Regions from separate parts of the Mus musculus genome. Here regions 1, 2, 3, 4, 5 and 6 are each linked to region 7. The links are chromatin contacts, called in public HiCAR-type and promoter capture Hi-C maps. All regions are on one chromosome and are shown on one strand. Each heading gives the region's core, a stretch centred on a gene start, on an enhancer-like site or on the middle of the called end of the contact. The rest is flanking DNA. Distances are from core to core; before and after follow the strand shown. Region 1 holds the start of Atp8a1 (ATPase, aminophospholipid transporter (APLT), class I, type 8A, member 1). Region 2 holds the start of Shisa3 (shisa family member 3). Region 3 overlaps Atp8a1 (ATPase, aminophospholipid transporter (APLT), class I, type 8A, member 1). Region 4 overlaps Atp8a1 (ATPase, aminophospholipid transporter (APLT), class I, type 8A, member 1). Region 5 holds the start of Gabra2 (gamma-aminobutyric acid (GABA) A receptor, subunit alpha 2). Region 6 overlaps Grxcr1 (glutaredoxin, cysteine rich 1). Region 7 holds the start of Guf1 (GUF1 homolog, GTPase).

The links. Promoter capture Hi-C pulls out the DNA fragments that hold promoters and counts their contacts. HiCAR-type assays count read pairs that join an accessible place to other places.
Region 1: a contact with region 7 is called in a HiCAR-type map of astrocytes, with 7 times the contacts expected there. The contact joins the promoter of Atp8a1 here to the promoter of Guf1 in region 7. A contact is called at or near these places in 4 of 39 promoter capture datasets (the C10 cell line, embryonic stem cells, hippocampal neurons and 1 more), 1 of 484 Hi-C or Micro-C datasets (cerebral cortex), 6 of 115 datasets of contacts at active chromatin or transcription factors (astrocytes, embryonic forebrain, embryonic stem cells and 3 more) and 3 of 9 other capture datasets (adipose tissue, embryonic stem cells and liver).
Region 2: a HiCAR-type map of astrocytes shows a contact between it and region 7, with 5 times the contacts expected there. The contact joins the promoter of Shisa3 here to the promoter of Guf1 in region 7. A contact is called at or near these places in 4 of 39 promoter capture datasets (cranial neural crest, hippocampal neurons, liver and 1 more) and 1 of 115 datasets of contacts at active chromatin or transcription factors (astrocytes).
Region 3: a HiCAR-type map of astrocytes shows a contact between it and region 7, with 12 times the contacts expected there. The contact joins the enhancer-like site here to the promoter of Guf1 in region 7. A contact is called at or near these places in 6 of 39 promoter capture datasets (the C10 cell line, cranial neural crest, hippocampal neurons and 2 more), 2 of 484 Hi-C or Micro-C datasets (cortical neurons and stem cell-derived motor neurons) and 2 of 115 datasets of contacts at active chromatin or transcription factors (astrocytes and large pre-B cells).
Region 4: a HiCAR-type map of astrocytes shows a contact between it and region 7, with 5 times the contacts expected there. The contact joins the enhancer-like site here to the promoter of Guf1 in region 7. A contact is called at or near these places in 3 of 39 promoter capture datasets (the C10 cell line, cranial neural crest and pre-B cells), 2 of 115 datasets of contacts at active chromatin or transcription factors (astrocytes and embryonic stem cells) and 1 of 9 other capture datasets (liver).
Region 5: a HiCAR-type map of astrocytes shows a contact between it and region 7, with 6 times the contacts expected there. The contact joins the promoter of Gabra2 here to the promoter of Guf1 in region 7. A contact is called at or near these places in 2 of 39 promoter capture datasets (cranial neural crest and hippocampal neurons) and 1 of 115 datasets of contacts at active chromatin or transcription factors (astrocytes).
Region 6: a contact with region 7 is called in a promoter capture Hi-C map of second pharyngeal arch cranial neural crest. The contact joins the enhancer-like site here to the promoter of Guf1 in region 7. A contact is called at or near these places in 7 of 39 promoter capture datasets (the C10 cell line, cranial neural crest, embryonic stem cells and 4 more), 1 of 115 datasets of contacts at active chromatin or transcription factors (stem cell-derived neural progenitor cells) and 1 of 9 other capture datasets (pancreatic islet).

The regions. Positions count from the first base shown.
Region 1 is chr5:67,845,515-67,848,695 of GRCm38.p6, forward strand. It overlaps Atp8a1 (ATPase, aminophospholipid transporter (APLT), class I, type 8A, member 1), which reads right to left and starts at 1,917. Exons shown (of 37, transcript NM_001038999.2): 1 at 1,648-1,917. The coding sequence starts at 1,696.
Region 2 is chr5:67,606,113-67,609,165 of GRCm38.p6, forward strand. Shisa3 (shisa family member 3) reads left to right here and starts at 1,771. Exons shown (of 2, transcript NM_001033415.3): 1 at 1,771-2,572. The coding sequence starts at 2,296.
Region 3 is chr5:67,751,253-67,754,069 of GRCm38.p6, forward strand. The region is part of intron 15 of Atp8a1 (ATPase, aminophospholipid transporter (APLT), class I, type 8A, member 1); the gene reads right to left. Among named protein-coding and RNA genes, the nearest start is that of Gm46914, 50 kb to the left of the region's middle. Within about 2 kb of position 1,554, at least 44 of the 459 cell types and tissues checked have an H3K27ac peak or open chromatin away from gene starts, as enhancers often do. A contact at or near this core is called in astrocytes, cortical neurons and stem cell-derived motor neurons, where this site is marked.
Region 4 is chr5:67,633,016-67,636,024 of GRCm38.p6, forward strand. The region is part of intron 33 of Atp8a1 (ATPase, aminophospholipid transporter (APLT), class I, type 8A, member 1); the gene reads right to left. Among named protein-coding and RNA genes, the nearest start is that of Gm15478, 5.3 kb to the right of the region's middle. Within about 2 kb of position 1,531, at least 54 of the 459 cell types and tissues checked have an H3K27ac peak or open chromatin away from gene starts, as enhancers often do. A contact at or near this core is called in astrocytes and embryonic stem cells, where this site is marked.
Region 5 is chr5:71,094,333-71,097,408 of GRCm38.p6, forward strand. It overlaps Gabra2 (gamma-aminobutyric acid (GABA) A receptor, subunit alpha 2), which reads right to left and starts at 1,517. Exons shown (of 10, transcript NM_008066.4): 1 at 1,243-1,517; 2 at 200-286. The coding sequence starts at 270.
Region 6 is chr5:68,154,697-68,157,531 of GRCm38.p6, forward strand. It overlaps Grxcr1 (glutaredoxin, cysteine rich 1), which reads left to right. Exons shown (of 4, transcript NM_001018019.2): 3 at 1,131-1,196. Among named protein-coding and RNA genes, the nearest start is that of Grxcr1, 120 kb to the left of the region's middle. Within about 2 kb of position 1,330, at least 1 of the 459 cell types and tissues checked has an H3K27ac peak or open chromatin away from gene starts, as enhancers often do. A contact at or near this core is called in second pharyngeal arch cranial neural crest, where this site is marked.
Region 7 is chr5:69,555,534-69,558,564 of GRCm38.p6, forward strand. It overlaps Guf1 (GUF1 homolog, GTPase), which reads left to right and starts at 1,391. Exons shown (of 17, transcript NM_172711.3): 1 at 1,391-1,632; 2 at 2,652-2,763; 3 at 2,909-3,031. The coding sequence starts at 1,522.

The DNA.
Region 1 (3,181 bases), core at 667-3,166, 1.7 Mb before region 7:
TCACTGAACTAGCTGTTTCCCTTTGATCAACTCATTGAGCCATTCTGAGCCAGGTCTCCTCAGCCATCCTCCTCCACTTTCAACAGCCTCCAGAAGTGGTGCAAGAGCCCCATAAGGCAATTGTTGTGAAAGCGCTCTGAACACAGGAGGTGCCTACCGCTGCCTCTCCATGCTACTGTATATTCTGTCAAAGTGACAGCAGCTTTACCTTGCCTTTAGATTTCTTTCTCTTCCCTCCCTCCCCCTTAATATATGACCTGCTGGTTGCTAGTATTTAAAAACATCAACTGGCGTGATAAATAATATTTTAACACCAGTTATCCTAACTTTGTTGCTTCTATCATTCAGACTGTGGTTAGTGCATTCATTCATTTTCCTCGAAATTGAAAAAAAAATACGCTTATATACTAAATTCTTAAGATGCAGGTCAGTTTTGATTCCCTTGTCTCTTGCCTACATATTAGAGCCCGGAATTCCTATTTTTCACATGAGGTCCTTACAGCTCTTACTACTCCCGCCCCCAGAAATCCTATTCTCCTTGCTTCTACTCCACCTCCACCACCCCGTTATCATCTATCTCACGGTCAAGATGGGGGCAGGGATGAGAATCAGTGACGGTAACAAGATAGATTATTTCTCAAAATAGTGCCATTCCACAACGTTGAAGGGCAGAGTTACTGGAATGGAAAAACAGACAAACAAAAGAAAGAAAATAAAAGTATACCGTTTCCTTTTTGTCCTAGTAAAACCAAGAGGTGTTTATTGAAAGCCTGCCACACGCCAGACAGGAGGAGAAGGGCTCCTCAATCAGGGTGCACAGCACCATCTCAGTCTTTGCCAAAGCGTCCTAGCCCATAACCTAGGGCATCTGTTGCACACTTCCTACAAGTGGAACCACTCAACAGCTGGCCCTGGGTGGAGCAACAAAAGCAGCATGCACCTTACTCAAGTCAGTTCAGTCGGCCGAAGTGCAGGCTTCAAGCAAAAATGAAAAACAAAAATGAAACCTCAAACTAGAGCCCGGTGAGCCACAGGGGGCAGAAGTGCAGAGACTGGAACGCAGCCTGGTATCCACTGAGCACCCAAACCCAATTAAGGCTCTTCCAGCCTAGAGATGCTGGGAACAGTGGATCAAAGAATCTGCGACGCCTGGGAATGGCAAACCCGCTCTTCGGGAAGCTGTGATGTGGGGGCAACACAATGGTGGGCGCTGGAGATAGTAGGTTGGAGGGATCTATTCATGGGCACGGGTAAACTCACTGGGAACAGGCAGATTGCAAAGATTGTGCGCTGTTGGCGAAGGAGGAGAGCCGGGCGAGTGCTCTGGGAGACAAGGACTGAACAGTCGCGTTGCGGTGTAAAGGAAACCTTGGGGCTCCCGCCAGCGCATAAATTCCGAGGTTTTGGATCCTGGAAAGCATTTGCTAGTGCGCTGAAGGCAGAGCTGGCGGAAGGGTTCACTGGCGATCAGGGGCGACAACCAGACTACTGGGAAAAGGAGGAGGGGGTGTAGATGGGATGAGGTGTCTCTTCCCGGCCACACACACACACACACACACACACACACACTCACGTCAGACCCCAGGCTGCTAGCACCTGCCCCCACGCACTCTGGGCGCACAGCCTCCTGCTGCGGCGGTCACTCACCTTCCGCGCGCGAGCGGATCTCCGACACTGTCCTCCGCATGGTCGGCATCTCGACAGCCCCTGCAGGTGGGTCTCGGGCGGGGACCCTGCACCTGTCACGGCGCCGCGCGGGCGGGAGAGCTGGCTGCGCCGCGCAGAGGGCTCAGCTGCCGCGGGGCCGCGCCTCCCACCCAGGGCAGCGTCGCCGCCAGGAGCCGCCTGGGCACTGGACGGGAGGGGGAAGGCGGCGAAGGAGCTGCGTCCGCAGAGCCGCCTAGGTCTCCCCGCAGTGGCAGAGGAGCGGGCTCGAGGGGCGGAGCCGGGGACGGCGCCGGGGGCGGGGTCTGCGGGGCGCGCGCTCACTCGCTGGCCTCCTGGAGTGGGGCGGGGACAGGGCCGCCGAGCCTCCAGGTCCCGCCCAGTTCGGACCGTACCATCCGCGGGGAGGGGACTTCGATCTAGCATTCTCGGCTTCTCGGCCCACCTCGGCCCTCCTTGAGGCCAGTACAAGTGTCCCAAGCCTTAATAAAAGAGGAAGAGCTTCTTTAGCTCTGAAAGCTCTGGCATCCCCTACAGCCACCTTCTGGCTCTACAATGCGATAGAACCGACCGTCCTCAGCGCCAGGGTGTTGGGTTCGGTGTGGGCAGCTTGAGTCTAAGCCTCTGAGACTCTGTGGGTGACGTCTCTGCTGATGTGGGGGGACCCTGCATTCGCCCTCTGAGTGGAATCCTAGCCTATCTCAACACCCAGCCTGACTCCTGGCCTGAGATGAACGTGAACCCTCTGTAGTAGCAGGCTGTGAGACCTGAAGCCACTGGAACGGTTCCTCTTGTCGTTTTAAGGCTTCCAGCCACACAACCTGCGTGGGTGTGTGAGCCCGTACTTCCCACCAGTTCGTCCTCTGCAACCTGTTAAGGCTCTGAAACTGCAACCAAACCAACTGTTGACCACGTGGTTAACCAAGCAAAAATTATGCTGTTTGTGGTTTCTGCTCCAGAAAGTTCGATGCAGTAGTTTATCCTCAAAGCCTAGTGGGGCGTCGGTATAAAATCCATAAAGATGTTAATTACAAGTCGTTATGTCCTAGAGACCAGCACGACCTCAGTGCCTTTTATTTTGTGTAGTAAAATCCAATCTAACAAGTCGAAACAAATGCAGTATTTTTAATTTGTTCCCGATTTCAGCCTCGAGATAGGATGAGGGGAGCTTTGTGTCTAGCAAGCTCCTGAGCAGGGTAAGAAAGGAATAAAGGTAAAAGGTACTGGCTTCGTGTACTGTTCTTCTGGGCACCTAGCGGAAAGAGCCTGTAGCAAGGCTTTTTATTAGTATTCCTTTGAGATCCAGAAAGGAGAGATGGGTAGAGGGTGAACGAGAGAGAGAGAGAGAGAGAGAGAGAGAGAGAGAGAGAGAGAGAGAGAGAGATATGACTGCAACTCGAGCATAAGGAAAAAGACAAATAAATAAAATCCGCTAATAGCATCTTCTCTCCATTCGTGATAGTTCCTCTACTTCCCGGAAGATCTCATTCACTAATCAGAGTTCTACCTCACTCAC
Region 2 (3,053 bases), core at 521-3,020, 1.9 Mb before region 7:
TAAAATATTAACGCTATCAAAGAACAGCTGGAGAAGGAGGAAACTTGACCCTTGGGGGACTGATGGAGGGGCCGTGGCTGCTGTACAGTTTCACACAGTTGTGATGTAATGAAATTCCTCAAATCGTAACTTAAAAAAAAAAAGATATTAAGTAGTGTGGCTCTGGAAAAGTTATTAAGCGTTAGTGTGTCTTCGAGTTTGATTATTTTATTATGATCCTTGTAGCTCATATTTGCTGTGGTTTTAAATCTTTTTCTCTTTATTTTCCTGAAAACAAAACCAACCTCCCTGCTGCCCCTAAAAAACTGGTTTGGTTTTTTGTTGTTTTTTGTTTGTTTGTTTGTTTGTTTTAAGCAGCCTGAAAGCCCGGTGACAGCATTTTTTTTCCTATATAAATAAAAATCCATTAACCACGAAATTTCTACTCCACATGCTTCAATTAAATTCTTAGTTAAGGAAATTTGTTTGCCTAAATGTAATTTGGCTTTACTTAACAGTTTGATAACTTATTATTGCCCCCCAAACATTTATTGTGGAGCAATGCAGTTATAATTTTACACAGTCCTACTCAGTAGTGGCGTGTTGGGTATTTATTTTTATATTTAAATAACAATCTCAATATTTAAGACCTGAAGCTAGGAGTGGTTCTTTACCCGGGATGGAATTTAATTTAGATACTTAAAAATAAACCGTTTTATTCAGCACCGAAGTTTTTCTAGAAGCCTCTGGGACCGTGGGCAAGCTGCGGGTGTAATAAATACTTCTGACCGCGTATACTTGTGTTGGCGGTGCTCTGACAAGTTCTTCCATTTGTTTCAGGAGACTTGCTAATATCTAAATCGGTGACAGGGTGTTCAAAGCGTTTGACAAACCGTGTGGCTGAGACGAACGTCCTCACACGTACCGAACCAATAAACCCCGGAGAGGAAACACAGGTTGCAATAAAAATAAAGTCTTGAGGTTAGCACCGGTTTCACGTAACTCTGGCTTCACAAGGCTCTCCCTCGGCTAGAGGAGCCATGCCCTGCAAACAGCCCACAGGGGACACATCATTTAAATAAATGTGTTTCTTTGCCCGAACAGAAGTTCAGATAGGCTCGATTATCATTAATTCTGCTCTTTTATTTCCTTTGCGGGCGCGGAACACCGAAATCCTGGCCTTTGAAGTGAGGCTGGCGGGGCTGACCCGGGTCCTCCCCGGCGCCGGCTCAGCGGTGCGGGAAGGAGGCGCCTGAGCGTGAACTCGTGGAAGCTGGAAAGGAGGGGTGAAGGGGTGGGAGTGAGGTGCAAATGTTGGTGACCCTAAAAATCAGGTTATCGGAATCGAACGAATCCTCAGAATCGGCGGCCCAGGGACAAACTGAGTCTGTGCACAAGCCGACAGAACAGTTAGGGGACTTCAGACGCCACGCTCGTTTTTTAAAAGAAACCCGTGGAACTCAAGCGCGGCGCAAGTCCCCTCGTGAGCTGGCAGGCGTGGACGGAAGCGGGACCGTAGTCTTCCTCATCCTTCTGCAGGTTTTCCCCTGGCTATGTGACAGCTAGGTGGCAGGCTCGGCCTGGTCCCCTCGGGGTCACCGCCAAGGCCCGGGGTAGCGCCGTGGGTGGGGGCGGAGGGGAGACGCGCGTGAACCTGCGGGCGTGCGGACCGCATCGCGGTGCACCCGCTGTGATTAGCTCGCGCGGCGACCCCGGAGGGCGGACTTTCCTCACCCTCGAGTCTCCTCCTCCCTCTGCCTTTTTAAGGGACGCCCTCCAGGCAGAGCTGTCAGCCACCCCAGGCCCTCTGCACTTGGCCGCGACTGGGCTGTCTCCCGCCTGCGTGACAGTCAGGGGCGGGAGCGGAATTAGCCGTTGGTCCCCGAGACCTGCACGTGGAGAGCCAAGCTCAGTTCCCGGCTCTGCCGGGTACCGGGCGACAGCCCACGATTGGGACATTGCCCGGCCCTGGAGTTGGTCGTTCAGGGCTCGACGGCCCGCAAGAATAGCGGCCTGGCCCCGGGTGCTCCTAGCGCGATGAGCCTGGCTAAAGGCGGCCGCTGCTTCAGTCGCAGCCTACGCGGTGGCCTCCCGCGATCCCTGGTCCCCTCACCCTCGCGCACCATGCTGTCCTCCGGCCAGCGGAGCCCGCAGAGCAGCCCACGCCTCCTGCCCAGCCGCTGCTAACCCACGAGAACGCGTTCTTGACCGGGAGGTCAACCGGCCGCGTGGTGCCTCGGGGAGGCGGAACCTTGGTCCCCCGGAGCTCCGGCTCCGCCCTCGGATTCTCCAGCTGCCACCGGGCGCGGGGCGGCGATGGGGGCGCTGCTGGCGTTCTGTCTGCTCGTGGGCTTGCTACGTTGGGGCCCGGCGGGCGCGCAGCAGCCTGGGGAATACTGCCACGGCTGGGTGGACGCGCAGGGCAACTATCACGAGGGGTTCCAGTGCCCCGAGGACTTCGACACGCAGGACGCCACCATCTGCTGCGGCTCGTGTGCGCTGCGCTACTGCTGCGCGGCAGCCGACGCCAGGTTGGAGCAGGGGGGCTGCACCAACGACCGCGGAGAGCTGGAGCATCCTGGCATCACCGCGCGTAAGTGCGGCATCCCTGGGCGGACATGGCTCGCCCACCCGACACAGGCACGCCTTACTAGCTCGGGCCACAAAGTGGACCACCTCTGGGTCTGGGGATTGAAGAAAAAGAGGGTGATCGTATTTCAGGTCAGGGGTCCTATCGCTTTGCAGTTTGGGTCCCGGCTGCACGTGATGCCCATGGTTCGGCCCTAGGGAAAGTTTGCAAGGGTTCGCAGGAACTGCTGGTCTGGCGGGAACCTGGTGCTTCTAGGGTAGACAGCTGGAGCTAGGTTGGGTTTCCTGGGCGCTCTGGTCAAGTGGGGGAACTCCGGAAGTGCGGGTGCCAGGGAACTCGACTCTGATCACCCCCTTATTTTCTTTTGTCGAGTAGTAGCATTTCGTCACTCTTCCAACTTCCTTACAATTCTCTGCATCCAATTACCCTCTCTAGTCCACCCCCTATTGTCACGCTTTTCAGAAACACCCAAGTCTTTGGAGGT
Region 3 (2,817 bases), core at 304-2,803, 1.8 Mb before region 7:
CATAGTCTAGTGCAGTAGTGATTAACATGTGGGTTGTGACCCTTTGAGAGGTCCAACAGCCCTTTCACAGGGGCCACGTATTAGATAGCCTGAATATCAGATATTTACACAGTGGCAAAATGACAGTTATGAAGAATCAAGAAAAGTAATTTTATCGTTGGAGGGGTCACCGTAATGTAAGGAGCTGTATAAAATCAATGCAGCATTACGAAGGTTGAGAGCCACTTAGTCTAGTTATCTTTCCCCAGGAAGAGCTGTACAGCAGGTTCCTCTAGGCAAAGATTGGAAGGCAGACTGTCCTCCAAATTCGTGCCCCTCTAACAACAGGCCTGTGGCTAGCCAGTCACTCTTAGACCTTGCTTAACCTCTAATTTCTGCTATCCCCAGCCTTTCTGACTATAATATAGTCCAGTCATTCTCCCATGACCACGTATGTTCCTGTCTCAGGTCCCTGGAGAGATGAGATTTCTTCTTGTATTCTAGAATTAGTTTTTGCTTAGTGCATAGCTTCGGGATGGGGTAAAGTCTAGATCCAAGACTGATGTAGCCCGTGGGCGGTTACTTTTAGTTCTCACATGCTACAATGTTATAATGTGACCTCGGTCCTCCAACTCCATAGCTCTTCCTTCTTAGCAGACCGGAAGGTCATACACCCTGCTCTTGGGCAGCCTGGAACCATTCTCATTCACTCTCCGGTGAGACATTCACAAGGCTCTCTGCATTTCATTCTTTACATCCCTCGATCTCCTACTGGCATTTTCCACAAAGTGGCTTGCTTCTTTTGCCTTCCAAAAGTCAGGAGTGTGTTTCAGAACTTGGACCACTAGGTGGCAGGTCCTCCCTTCACGCCTCTGCTCCAGCCCAGTTTTCTCTGGCTCATAAACCTTTCCAAATGGAATAGGGTTTGAAAGGAGACTTCTTGGCATTCTTCCCTTAAGTTGGTCCAAGGAACGAAACCCATGGGGGACCACAGGGCAAGAGCTCTCCAGCCACAGGGAGATTACTGCTGGTATAGGTGATCTGCCAGGCTAAATGGTACAAAACCATAGAAACACGGCTAATCATTGTCCTATAAGGTCTGGACTGATGCTTGGCTTTTAACAAAGCAGTGATCTGACTGCTGGGGCCAGAAAGTCCTTCAGCTGAGGATACATTTGAACACATAAAGCTGCATAATAATTACCTTATGGCAATTATCACAGAGAAGCTGAGTCGCAGCTCTGGGAGAACTCATCTTTCTATTCAAATGATTCAGTTTTTAAAATGATAAAAATCTCAGTCCCAGGAGAAAGGTGTATTTTTCTCTCTTTAATACTTCCATGACTAGTGTGGATTAAAACAAAACAACACCCCATTGGTCTTGGAGTCTCTTCAGGTTTGGAGGCCGGGTGAACGGGAGCCACTGGCACATGCTCCCCGAGATATTGTGTGACAGACTGGATGTAAAGAAAGAGCAGTTGAGAGAGCACTTGCACAATGTGTCGGCCTGGACAAGCTCACTGCCCACTGTACAGCACCCGTGTAGAGGCTGGCTTCCTGATCCGTGCCACATCTCCCGGACGACCTGAGGCAGAGCTCCTTTGGTAGCGCAAGTCAGTTTTCTGAGGCAATGAACACGGTTGTACAAAGCCTGTTTGCTCAGCATCCTCTCTGACTCAGGGGCTGATCTCTTCCCTAACCTAGTGGACCTGCCTCAGCTTAAGGGCTTCTGGCCCCAGCAGTCAGAGAACTGTTTTTTAAAAGAGTCTGTACCTCTAGGATTTTTTTAAGGTCCTGTTCATTGGTAGTCAAAACTGCTTGCTGGTAGATTTAATTTTTTTAGTAATGAGTTTGTTACTCAGAGTAGTTAAGTCCAAGAATTTGAATGGGTGATTAAATGCACTGTTTTGGCTAGATAATGGTTGGTTTTGATCAAAGTAAATGAGACTCAGTTTCCTGGGTGACTGCAAGTATTTCTGAAAGCAATTACAAAAGAGGAGTTCTAAAATGCTGTGTGAGAGTCTGCACTGCTGAAGAAAGAGCCTGCCAAGGGGACTCCTTTGAAGACTGATGCTAATGGAGATGGGTTAGCTCTCATTATTCTAAGGGCACGCCTGGAAGAATGCTCTACCCAGCCTACCTTCTACAGCAGAATAAATAAATGCCACTCACGCCACACATAATTATAGGCTAGGTAAAATGAGAAAATAACCAAGCAGAAAAGAGAAACTTGTTCAACCTGCAGATACTATAATAATACAAAAAAACAAAACAAAAACAAAAACAAAAAACCACTGAACGACTGCAGGGCCAGCTCTAAGGCAAGCTCTCTGTCACCCCACTGTCATTTACTTGAAAAATAACAAGAACATAACGTGTGACTGTATCAAGAAGTTAAGAAAAAACAAACATATCTACTTAGATTTGCTTCAGAATAATAAGGGTAGAAAGGCACAGGAGGGATAAGGGTGACCCAGGGCATAGCCTGTTAAAATAACTGATGGGGACATTTGTTCATTCTGCTTATATTTAAACTTTCCAAAATAATTTTTTAAGAGAAAATGATTATGAATATTTGTGGGTTTTTGAAAGTAATCATGTGATAACTTATAATTACATGGATGTTTTTCTCTCTAGTCCTTCCAATATTGATACTATCAATTTAGATAATGGTTTTTAATAGAAAGGAATTGGTCTCCAAGTCTCCACGTTTGTTTATGGTTCTTGGCAACAACAGGAAACAGTGCCAATTCTAGAGTTAGTAGCTATGCACTGGGAAGTCATAATCTAGACAAATCACTTATATTAATACATTTTTAGAGGATTTCAGCTATTGCA
Region 4 (3,009 bases), core at 281-2,780, 1.9 Mb before region 7:
ACATGCCATCGGTAAAAATCTCTGAAAATAAAATCTGTTTGCATGGGTTCTGAAGAACCGCATGCGTATTCTAGACATCAACTCGTGAAAAATATGCCCATAAAAGTCACTTTATTTAATAAGCAAAACATGATCTGGGACAGTTGGTTGACATCCTCAATAGTGAAAACCAACAGTAATTATGTAACAGGAAATGTCTATCACCTCCAGGGCCTTTGTTTCCATTCAAGGACGCCTTCTAGGAAGGTAACAGCTATTAGAAAACAAAACAACCCTAAACAAAACAAAAACCCTTTCATGACTTTTTCTTCCTGGGGAAAAGGGTAAGATGAGATGCTAAGTCATGGAAGCGAAAACACCTTTGCCTGGCTTATGTATTTTAATGTTGAGAACAAGAGAAGAAAAGACTTCTTGCCTTTGGCCGCTGTGTATTAACCTCAAGTTAAAGTCTTTGCAGACAAGAAAAACTTGGACCCTGTGGGCTGCTAATTCTGACCATTGTCATGCTAATGACAGAGTGGGGTAACTACAGCCTGCTATTCAGCTCCCCGCCTTTGGCTTTACAAATGAACAACGTGAATTGAAGGGGGGTGAAGACTTTTTCTGAGTCATATCTGAAAGCCTGTCAGATTTTTTTTTTTTCTTTTGCAGCGTTAATCCAAACCTAAAAGATTTAAAGCTGACGTCCCCATTTAAGACAGAGTCTCTTTGTATTTTTTTGGATGAAGAGGAGGGGGAAAAATGAAATCCCACAGAGGTATTTCCTTCCTTTCTGTACAAGAAGGCTCCCCTCCCTCTGTGGAAGCCAGTTTGTCTCTAACTTTTCACATTTCCCCACTTGCAGGCAGGTCAGCTGGGAAAAGCCAAGCCGTGCGCAGACAATGGCGCTTACGGGAGTGTCTGTCCGGGGTTGGTCTGGGGCTTCCCCTTAGAGCAGTTTGCAAATGGTCCTGAACGTGGGAGATTGGGGGGCAGTGCCAAGTGTCTCTTGTCCTCTTCCAGGTCTTGCGAAACCAAATGGAATTTGTCACAAAAAAGCGGAGGGGTGTGAGAAGAGGATCTAAGTGCTTAGGGCCTTGTGGTTGGTACACAGCAGGCCTGCCTGTGCCCTATGTGGGGAACAAGTAACTGCTTATCTCTGCAGAGGCCCCGGGTGGGAGCCCTAGGGCTTCAAAATAAACTAGGGCTAACTCTAGTGGAACATATAACCCAGGCAGGGGAAACCGCTCATATTTTCACATAAACCTGCAGAAGAGTACTTGAAAAAACATCAGCTTATTGTGCAAGTAGCCCAGTAGAGATGCAGGACCAGGACCAGCTATAGTCTTGTTCCCTGACCCACTGTGGGGGAACACCAGCCTTTCCATACCAGAGAGATGTTCAACACAATCAGCTTGCCCAAGTTCAGCTTTGTAGAATGAAGAGAACTCAAATTTGCTGCCTGCAGGCAAACCCTTGGCTGCACAGTTCTTGTCTGTCTCAGACTTTGCCACTAGGCAGGTTGGGAAGGCATAATTACTTATTCTGACTCTCCATTACACACAGACGGCTCTCAAAAGAAAAGCACGCTTGAGAGCCCTTGTACCCGAGACAGAGCAGGCCTGGTGCCCACAGTCTCTGACTTGGTCTGCTGGTGCCCATGGCTGCCATTGAGACTCCATGGTTAGGACCTTTGCAGACTGCTTCCTCAGCTATCAAGTGGGTTTAAGAACCAAACCCCAGAGTGCAACATGGCAGCATTCATTATTAGTGATGCCTTCCCTTATGTTTATCTTCATTTTTGGAATTCTTTAGTGGACTCTCTTCTCCTGTTTTTTTCTAGCGATCTGTCCCAGGAGCTTTAAGGAGGGGAGGTTTTCTCTTATCAAGTTAACTGCAAATCAGTTCGTAAATTTTATGATTTTGATTGCTTTATACACACATATGCTTGTCTTATGCAATATTTTCCAATGTCAACATACAGTATGGGTCAACATAAATTAATAAAGTTTCGGGCTTATAGATTTGCTAACAGGAGTGGGCTTGGCTAAGTATACCAGTCTTATATAAATTTGCTCACAAGAAATGGAGAAAATAAAAATTATCATATATTAATTTTATAGAGAAATTATTAAGAAAACAGTGCTATAAAACTTGGTGACTTTCTTTCTTTCTTTCTTTCTTTCTTTCTTTTTTTTTTAGTATAGAATAGAGTTTATTCAGGGCATGGGAGGGGAGTTTAGAGGGTAGTAGAGGCAGAGAAAGGCAGAGAGAAGAGAAAAATCACTTGGTGACTTTCTTTTCCCCTCTCTCCCCCTCTCTCCCTCTCCCTCTCTCCCTTCCTTCCCTTCTTTCTTTATTTTTCAAAAAAAAAAAAAAAAAAAAAAAAAAAAGGTTTTTGCTATGTGGCCCAGGCTGGCTTTAAACTTGAAAATGAACTGCCTGCTTCTGCCTCCTGAGGACAAGGGTTACAGACATATGGTACCATGCCTGGCTTAAATCTTGGGCAGACAGTTCCTTCCTTCCTTCCTTCCTTCCTTCCTTCCTTCCTTCCTTCCTTCCTTCCTTCCTCCCTTCCTCCCTCCCTCCCTCCCTCCCTCCCTCCCTCCCTCCCTCCCTCCCTCCCTCCCTCCCTTGTTCTCTTTGTTCTTTTGTCTCATTCCTTTTTTTTTTTTTTTTTTTAAAAGAGAAAACAATACGCCGCCGGGCGTGGTGGTGCACACCTTTAATCCCAGCACTCGGGAGGCAGAGGCAGGCAGATTTCTGAGTTCGAGGCCAGCCTGGTCTACAGAGTGAGTTCCAGGACAGCCAGGGCTACACAGAGAAACCCTGTCTTGAAAAACCAAAAAAGAGAAAAAAAAATACAAATCCAAAGGAGCTACAAGTTGATGTTAGCAACAATTGACAGTGTAAAAACTCCCCCAAAACAGGCCTGAGGAATATTCCTCAGTGGATAAACCATTCATGTACTGTGTGGGAGGCCTAAGTTCAATCCACAGCACTCCAACAAAATCAAAAGAACAAAACAAC
Region 5 (3,076 bases), core at 267-2,766, 1.5 Mb after region 7:
TGTTTGGCTGCTTAAAAAAAAATCAGCAAACTTTTTAGAGTTTCAGACACTTAGTACGACAATTTCCTGTACAATCCATTTCCACTAAAATAATTGATAATTCCTCAAAATACCTAGTCTTTTAAAGAGTGTGGATACAGTTGTGTCACTTAAAAATCATCCTAGACCTGGAATGAAGAAATCAAAAACAATGCTTCACCTGACTGGGTCCCACACCAGAAGAACAAGCAGCAGAGACCATACATTGCATGTGCTCAATTTTGTCTTCATCTTCTTGTTGCCAAAGCTATGGAAGAAAAAACAAAATTAAATTAAATTTGTTCTCATCCTACCAAGCCAATAACCCAAAAGAATTTCATTTCAATTAGGAGGGGATGTTACTCCTGTCTACTAGGTATAGGACTGGATGACAGGCAATGGGAAAGGATTTTTTTAATGGAAAGATTACACCACTAATACATTTTCCTCTGCCTATAACTTCCCCAGTCCCATCCTCTGAAAAAAAAAAAATCGTTATGCACGCATAAAATGACAACCCGGGACTCTAAACTGACACAGTAGCTGATGAAGAAATAGGTTGGAGGAGTGTGTGCGAAAGAGGTGGGGAGATGGATACTCCACGCCTCACCCTCTCAAGGAAGATCACCTCCGCAACGACAGCAGGAAAAAGCTGGCAGCAAGCAGGCTACTTTTTCATTTCTATCTTTTCCTTACAGTTAATTGTGGTACTCACGTCTTCACTTTACTCAACAACAACCACCATCACACCCTCAAAAAAAAAAAAAAATAGAAAATCAAATCCAAATCATTCGCCCTGCCCTTTCACATTTGCCCACGTCCATGTTCAAGAGGCAGCAGGGTGGAAATCAAGTGCTGCGAACTATGCATTTGACAGCTGCTCTGAGCCAAGACTACCAAAGGAGCGTGAGGCTCCGGATCAGACGCCGCTGAGCAGGCAGGCAGCGCTGCCAGTGTGTGCAAAGTTGGAGACTGTAAAAGAGCCGGGCCAGCGTGCAGCCGCCGGACTGGCTCTTGGATTTTTATTGTAGTTGCGAATATACGTTTCTGGGGAGGGACATTGGAATTCGATCTTGGAGGATGGAGAGACTAGGAGAACCTGAGCCTCCGTGTCGAAGGAGCATGAAGAGTGGAGTGGGTTGGTGGGGTGGGGGTGGCATGCTGGCGAAGCAGAGGGGAATGAGCAAAGGTTACCCCCGCTGCCACCAACGTCTGCGACCCTACCTGAACAGCTAGTAGAAGTAGTAGATGTTTTCCTCCAGTGGCTTTGAATCTGTTTCCACAGAAACTTGAGAGAGAGAGAGAGAGAGAGAGAGAGAGAGAGAGAGAGAGAGAGAGAGAGAGAGAGAGAGAGAGAGAGAGAGACTGCAGCAGCCTAAAGACCAGGCAGCAAACGAATGGATGGGCCGGTGGAAGCTGTAGCAGAGAGCTTGAGGAGTCGTGGCCGCGCGAGGAGTAGGCGGCGAAGGCGTCCGTAGTGGCGGTGATGGGCGGAGGAGGAGGAGGAGGAAGAGGAGGAGGGAGTAGCGATCGCAGGAGCCGGGGTGGGGGCGCGGAGGCGCGATGCGCGCAGGCAGGCAGCAGCGGGCACGAGCCCCGCGCCTGGAGGAGGAGGAGCTAGCCCAAGGAAGAGGATTAAGAAGGTTCCAGGGAATAGGGGACCCCTTATCCCCCACCCCAATCCTGGCCAAGCCACCGCCGCCCTCTGGGCACCTGGGGCAGCACAGCCGGGGTAGCGCGGGGCACCACAGTGCGCCTGGGAGCGCCGCTGCCCGCGCCCACACCGCGCTGGAGGAGTGGAGCCCACACCCTGCCTGGAGCTGGAGGCAGTGAGCTTCCTGGTGTAAGGGTTAGGGGGCGGCTGCTGGTGAGTGTGGGTGCTGAACTGTGAATGGTGTGTGTTTGTGAGGCCCTAGGTCCCACGGGCGGCTCCCTGCCGCTCGTCCCCCGACATCATCCCTAGTGGAGCGACGTGGTTGCCTGGAAGAGGTAACGATGTATGGCTCCCACTGGAGGGCGAAGGGGCTAATCACGCCTTTACTTAGTCATCAGCGCATCCACGCAGGACCATGTTAAACGCACGTTACGTGGAATTACACAGCAGGAAGTTTCTTTGATTTCCTTAGCCCTCTGGATGTACCTCTCTTTGCTCAGCGCTCCCATAATTAGGACCAGTTTCCCCTCAAGCTAGGAGGTCTGGAGACTTGCCCAAAGCGGATCAGTGAGGGCCCTATGCTGACCTTACCCTTCAGGAAAACCCCCTGCTTTCTTTCAGCAATGCTTTACCCTAATCTCTTTGTCCAGGCATTCTCCTTACCTGGTGCTCAAGATTCAGTCTAAGAGCTATAAAAAGTTTATGTTAGCCCTGAGCTAAGGAACCTGCTGCCTTCTTTCCATTGCAGACAGGAACGAGATGGAGCAGTTTGAGGTTTTCCCCCCTTTAGGGCTTTTTCTTGGCAGGGACTTGTAATTCCAAACCTATCATACACTTTGAGAATTCTGTGTTTGATCTGTCTGATGTTTCCTTCCGCTTTATCTGGGGCGATAAAATCGAACCGTGCAACATGAACAGAAAAAGAAAAAGGAAACCAATGAAAAAGAAAAGAAAGATGCATTCCTTTTTGTACTGTGCAGGAAACTGAATCTTAGGAACATTCTACTCAGGCAAACCAGAGCCGCTCTTTATCTTTTTTTCTCAGAAGTTTTCATAAATGTGAGACACTATAAAAGGAGAAAAGGGAGAGTGTCCTAAGCTTGTACGACTCTGTTATTTTACATTCAGAGTCAATATGTACCATTTGGTAGTTGAGCACACACACACACACACACACACACACACACACACACACACACACACAAGATTTTTTTTTTACTAGATGATGCAGTTTTCCTAACGGGCAGTGCTAATCTACAGTAAATTTTAGCTTTCCTTTGAAGATTATGGGAAGAGAGGAAGACACTTACAATAGAAATATTTCAGGCTGTTCCTTTTAAACCATAAGCCACCACGTTGCCAATGAGCATTTAACTTCTTAAAACCTAAGCAAACATTTCTTAT
Region 6 (2,835 bases), core at 80-2,579, 1.4 Mb before region 7:
ACAGTCAGCTATTGGATGGATCACAGGGCCCCCAATTGAGGAGCTAGAGAAAGTACCCAAGGTGATAAAGGGGTATGCAATCCTATAGGTGGAACAGTAATATGAACTAACCAATACTCCGCCCCCCACCCCCCGGAGCTTGTGTCTCTAGCTTCATATGAATCAGAAGATGGCCTAGTTGGCCATCAGTGGAAAGAGAGGCCCATTGGTCGTGCAAACGTTATCTGCCTCACTACAGGGGAACGCCAGGGCGAAGAAGTGGGAGTGGGTGGGTAGGGGAGTGGGTGGAGGAGCATGTGGGGGACTTCTGGGGTAGCATTGGAAATGTAAATGTAATAAATACCCAATTAAAAAAACACTCATATTATGAAAAAGAATTAAAATTTTATGCAATGACAAAGTCCCTTAGGACTCAGAGAAACTTTAAATAAAGACCTTCAGCAGTAAAAAAAAAAGTTCAAAGAATCATAATGAATATGTAGGGATGTGCATACAGGGCTCCAATCCTTGCTTTCACAGGAAGTGTTAGAAGTTAAAAACATCAGCTCTGTAACTTCCCCTCCTTGTGTTCCAACTCCTTTTATGCTCTCTCCGTAGAAGACTTTGGGGTTGCTATTTAATTTTATTAGGGGTCAATTCCGACTAATAGCAGAGTCTTCTGTATTAAATGAGGTGAAGGTTTCTCTCTGACAATAGTGTTGGTTGAATGATGATTATATGTTTTTTTTAGCTGATACGTGCATGACTTCAAAAATGGCCATGTCCAGGATGTCTAGGAGAGGGCAGAGATGATTCAGGCTGTGGATTTGCTCAAAGTCCTCTTCTCCAGAAGGAACATCTGACAATAGGTTCCGTGTGTGTGCTGTATGCATGCCTCTCTGGAACTGATGTGACAGCTAGTACATCCCAAAGCTTGCCCATTGGCAGCCTTCTCTGTTCCTAACGTGACCCTTGACACAGGAGTGGGTATGCAACAGTAAAACTTTCTGGTCTTTATATTTCACTTTTCTCAGAGCTGAGGAGAAGATTGTGTTTATTATGTTATGAGTTAACCTTTCCTGACTACAACTTTGGCATTTCAAATACTAACACAACTAATTTTCTTTTCTCCCTAACCCTCTTGTTAATAGGGTGCTGAGAAAATTTTGTCAATGAATGAATCAGGAGAACTGCAAGACCTTTTAACCAAAATTGAGGTAATTGTGCTTTTAACAACTCATTTCTAGTAATCAAAATGTTAAGCACATTCTGACTGTAATTGGTTCCCTAGCTGAATTTTTATCCTATGTTCTTACAAATATATAACATTATATGTGTGACAGTTGTAATTGGGTACCACCTGCCATTACATTTGCTCCAAGTAGGGTGATTTAAACATCTGCTTCTAACCACCTCATCCTATTAACTGAACTTTTTAGTTGGCTTTATCTGAGACTAATTATAATAGAGGTATTGGTGAAGTATTAAACTAGACAATTTTTTTAAAGCACACTTATTCCCATGGACTTACTCATATTTATGAAGGAAAAAAGAACACCATTACTATGAGGCATGTTTTAGTTTTTGTTTTTACCTTTTACAATTATAGCATCAGAGACACAATTATTCAAATATATAGTGCCTTAAATTGATGTGCAACCAGGAAACCCTCAGCATTTCTGTGGTGAATGATTGTAGCAGCCTGTTTCTTCCTGTGTGTAGGGAGACCATATGCTTTATCACCCAGATGGAAACAATTTTAAGATTGGAAATTACACATTCATAATTATCCAGAGTGTTCCCAGGTGAACAAGGCTGGCCAGCACCTACATGCTTTTACTGGCTCTTCTTGTTATCACCTTATATTTGATTCTCTCACATACCTTCAACATCAATCAAGGCTAAGATCTCTGTTGCCTCTTTCCTCTCTTAGAACCACTCATTTATGCAAGGTGCCTACCCAGAGTGTTATTGTCCCAGTTCCTCATTGCACTTCACAATCTGCAAGATCTATTTTGTCTATCTGTGGTACTACTTCTAAAAATACTGTCTAGTCTTTCCTGACTTCTTATCTCCATGAATTTTTATACTGTGTGGTTGCCAAAGGGATTCCTTTTGTCCCTTTTATTTTGGTTTTTAATTTTATCCCAAATGAGCTACTTCTTACTTTTAATAGTCACTTTTATTGATATTTAGTCTTTATCAGAAGGAAAAAATGTGTTCAATCAATTGACAAATAGTCCAAATAGCTATGATTTGCAAGCATTTTCCTTTGGGAGACAACAGTTTCTGTTTAAAGATTTGCTTGCATACAGCAATAACTAAGAACAGTTTGGTGATACTTTCTGTCATAATAGTAACATTACATTTGTACAAAGTGATCCAATAAAGGTGACAGTCAGAGAAGAAGTCCTTCTGAACATGGAGGGTTCCTGGGATGCAGGAGTAGAATATGCCATGATCTGAATTCCTAAATTTCCCAACCATTCACAATTTGTAAATTTTGAAATATTGTTTGAAATTTGAGAATTTTAGCTGGAAGATCAGATCTAATGATGGTTATGTGACTTTGGACATGTTCCTTGACACCTTGGAGTCTTGATAACTTTAGGTATCAAATGAGAGTATGCACTGGCTTGTCTAAATTTTCATTCAGCTAAAAAATATTTGCATGAGTAGATTACTTTCTTTCTGTTCCTATAGACTGCTTCAGTTCCATAAAGTCATTAATTTAGGTTAATGTGTATCTTTTTATTCAACCTACATAATTTGCATAGTGTATATTATTTAATATTATATAATTTTCTGAGCATATTTTAATGTTATACACTGATATTACAGAATACACACATTTGA
Region 7 (3,031 bases), core at 141-2,640:
TGCCAAGGTCCTACAAGGATGTAGACAGTGTATGTAAAGAAGTTATCAACTACAGCTTCTTCCTCCTGAGTGACTACAACCTAGAGTGCTGCACTTCAGAGACACCACAATCAAGATTAGCTAACCTGCCTCCTCCTTTAGCCTATGTAAGCCTTCTTATTTTCCAGGCTACTAGTGTGTCATCAGAACACACAGCCCAACCCAATCCTAGCTTTTCTGTACATGTGTCTGTTGTTTCTTCATTCCCCACTGCCCCAGTCAAGACAATCCCAAAGTTGTGCAGGTCACAGCAAGTCGTACCTGAACCAGGGTCCTTGACTACAAGAAAGTTGAATTGGTTAGTTAGACAAGGGAACAGTCCTGAGAGAGGCATGCCAATAAATGTTAGGGACAATCAGAGTCTAGAGATGGGCAGTTATATGTTAGTATTTTGAAGGAGGTTTTTGAGAAACTGCAGAAGTTAAAAAATGTTACAGCCACCTCAATTGTTTAGACCATGTTCAGGAAACATGTCCTGGCTTTCTAGAAGATGGGATAGTGAATTTGGCTATTTGAGAAAAGGTGGTAGAAAACTAAGGGATACGCCTTAAAGGACAGAGAGGTATCCATCCTGTGACTAGAAGATAATGCTAGACTTAATATCCTGACACACAGATTTAAACCTATTGAATACTATTAAGTCTAGTTCTAAGCTGTGTTGTAACAATGTTTTATCAATGTACTTGAAAAATACTTTTTCCTATGACTTTGTTGTTGTTGTTGTTGTGTCACTACAAAAAGTTCATTGAAAAATAGAATTATGGGTTATCCTAACCTGGGAAACATGGGTATGTTTGCCTCCAGAATAAATTCTCTTACCTATTTTAAGGTGAGAATTGCTTTTGTATGGACAAAGAGAAGCCAGCATCCTTCTCCTTTGATGCATTTTGTTTTTATTAATAAATCTATACTTCATATTGGCTAAGCATGAAATAATTTTCTTCGTAGAAGCCATGAACTGTTTTTTGTTTTGTTTTGTTTTTTGTTTTTCCTGCAAGTCTCTTAAAAGAACTCCCCAGCCATTGATGGCCCCAGAGTAGAGGGACTTCGAACTGTTTCCCCATCTGGTGGAGCACACACACTTTAGAGATTCCACATCTGAGGCCTGCGCTGCACACACATACACACACACACACACACACACACACACACACACACAAGGGCGTCTCCTGTCCATTGTATTCGCTGGAGTGAGCGCAGAGAGTGATGCGACACCCGACTCCGGTCGCCTAGACTGTGGCTTTCTCAAGGCTGTCACACCAGGACACGCGCTTGACCGGCAGTATCACCCGCGGTCCCTGTAGCTCTCCCATCCCTGACCTTTCGACCCCCGCGTAGACGCGTCGACGTCATAAGCGGCGCGACCTGCAGGCGGCGCGTTTGCTTCGCGTCAGGCCTGGGTCTCGGTGTCAGCTCAGGCCGGAGCGCGACCCTGGCTTTGTGGTCTCCGTGGCGGGTTGGGCCCTGAGCCGCCGCCGAGGCATGTGGGCGCTCGTGGGGCGGGCTCTCGCGCCGTGGGCCGCCGGGGCCCGGCACGCGGCTGCCTCGGAGCCCAGGGCCGCCTGCAGGCTCTTCAGCGCGGCCGAGCTCAAGGTGACCATCACCCGGGGAAGGTGCAGGGCTTCAGCACATGCACGGTGGGCGAGCATCCTCGGCTGCTCGCCGGCGCGGCGTGGGCTGCGCTTCACCCGCATCAGAAGCGTGCCCGCTAGCTCCTCGGCTTAGGGCTGGTGTAGCTCACGAGCGGGTGCTATTTCTAAAAACCTCCGAGAAGCTGCTCCTTTGTAGCATCGATTTCCCTGAAGTTTTAGTTATCGTTTCTTGAGTAACTGGCTTGACTTGCATCCGATCCTGCAGCTTCTTTGCTGCGTTGGGATAGTTATCAAATTTCAAAGATTGGAGGATGCAAAGGCGTGGAGTATTTTAGTCCCATGCAAGGGACTTGTGGTTAGAAAAATGGACTTGTATTCGTCACCGTTCAGGGTTTTTGAAAGTCGAGCGGGTTTGCGAAAGTCGTGCGGGTTTGCATCACTTTGTCCTAAATGCGTGGTGGGGGACTACAATGCAGCTTTTACATTTTGTTTGAATAATTTTTCCATACCCTTACCTGCCTTACACTAAGTAAGAAATAGAAAGCTAAAACAAATGTTATAGTCATGACAGTTTCATCAACTGAATATGCCTAGGGAGCGCGCGCGCGCACACACACACATACACACTCACACCCCAGACTGTTTTGCTCAGACACCCATTTCCAGGAGTATGTGGTGTGTCTAAGAGATTTTGCTTGATAAGGCATTCTTGGACTCCTGAGGACTTATATATGGCTTTCACTCTCCATGAAAGTAAATTTGCAATTAGCTCAATATGTGAGGAAGTATTACTTAAGGATTTTATATTTAGCTTTGTTTATGGAACTGATATATTTGTCAAGTATTTTGTAATTTGTTCTTTGTAGTTAGGCTTAGTCATACATCTTTATTAGGGAGCGGGGAGCTTACAAAACTGCAATACGTGAAGTTGTCCATCGATGGAAAGACTTTTCTTTGAATTTGTACTTTGTTTTATGGAAAATTTATACCCTTAACTGTGATATTCCCTTCCCTTCTTAGGAGAAACCTGACATGTCTAGATTTCCTGTTGAAGACATTAGAAATTTCAGTATCATTGCACATGTGGATCATGGCAAAAGCACTTTAGCTGACAGGCTCCTGGAGCTAACAGGTATTTTATCTTCTCTGCTCTTGGTTAGTTAGCTTTACCGCAATATCTTACCTTTAGGCATTCATCTTTAATATTTTCTGTTAATTGTTTTTAATGCTTTTTTGTTTTAAAGCCCAGAGAAATTAGTAAATGCTTCTATTTCTAGGAACAATTGATAAGACGAAGAAAAACAAGCAGGTTCTTGATAAATTACAAGTAGAACGAGAAAGAGGAATCACTGTGAAGGCGCAGACAGCCTCTCTGTTTTACAGCTTTGGAGGGAAACAGT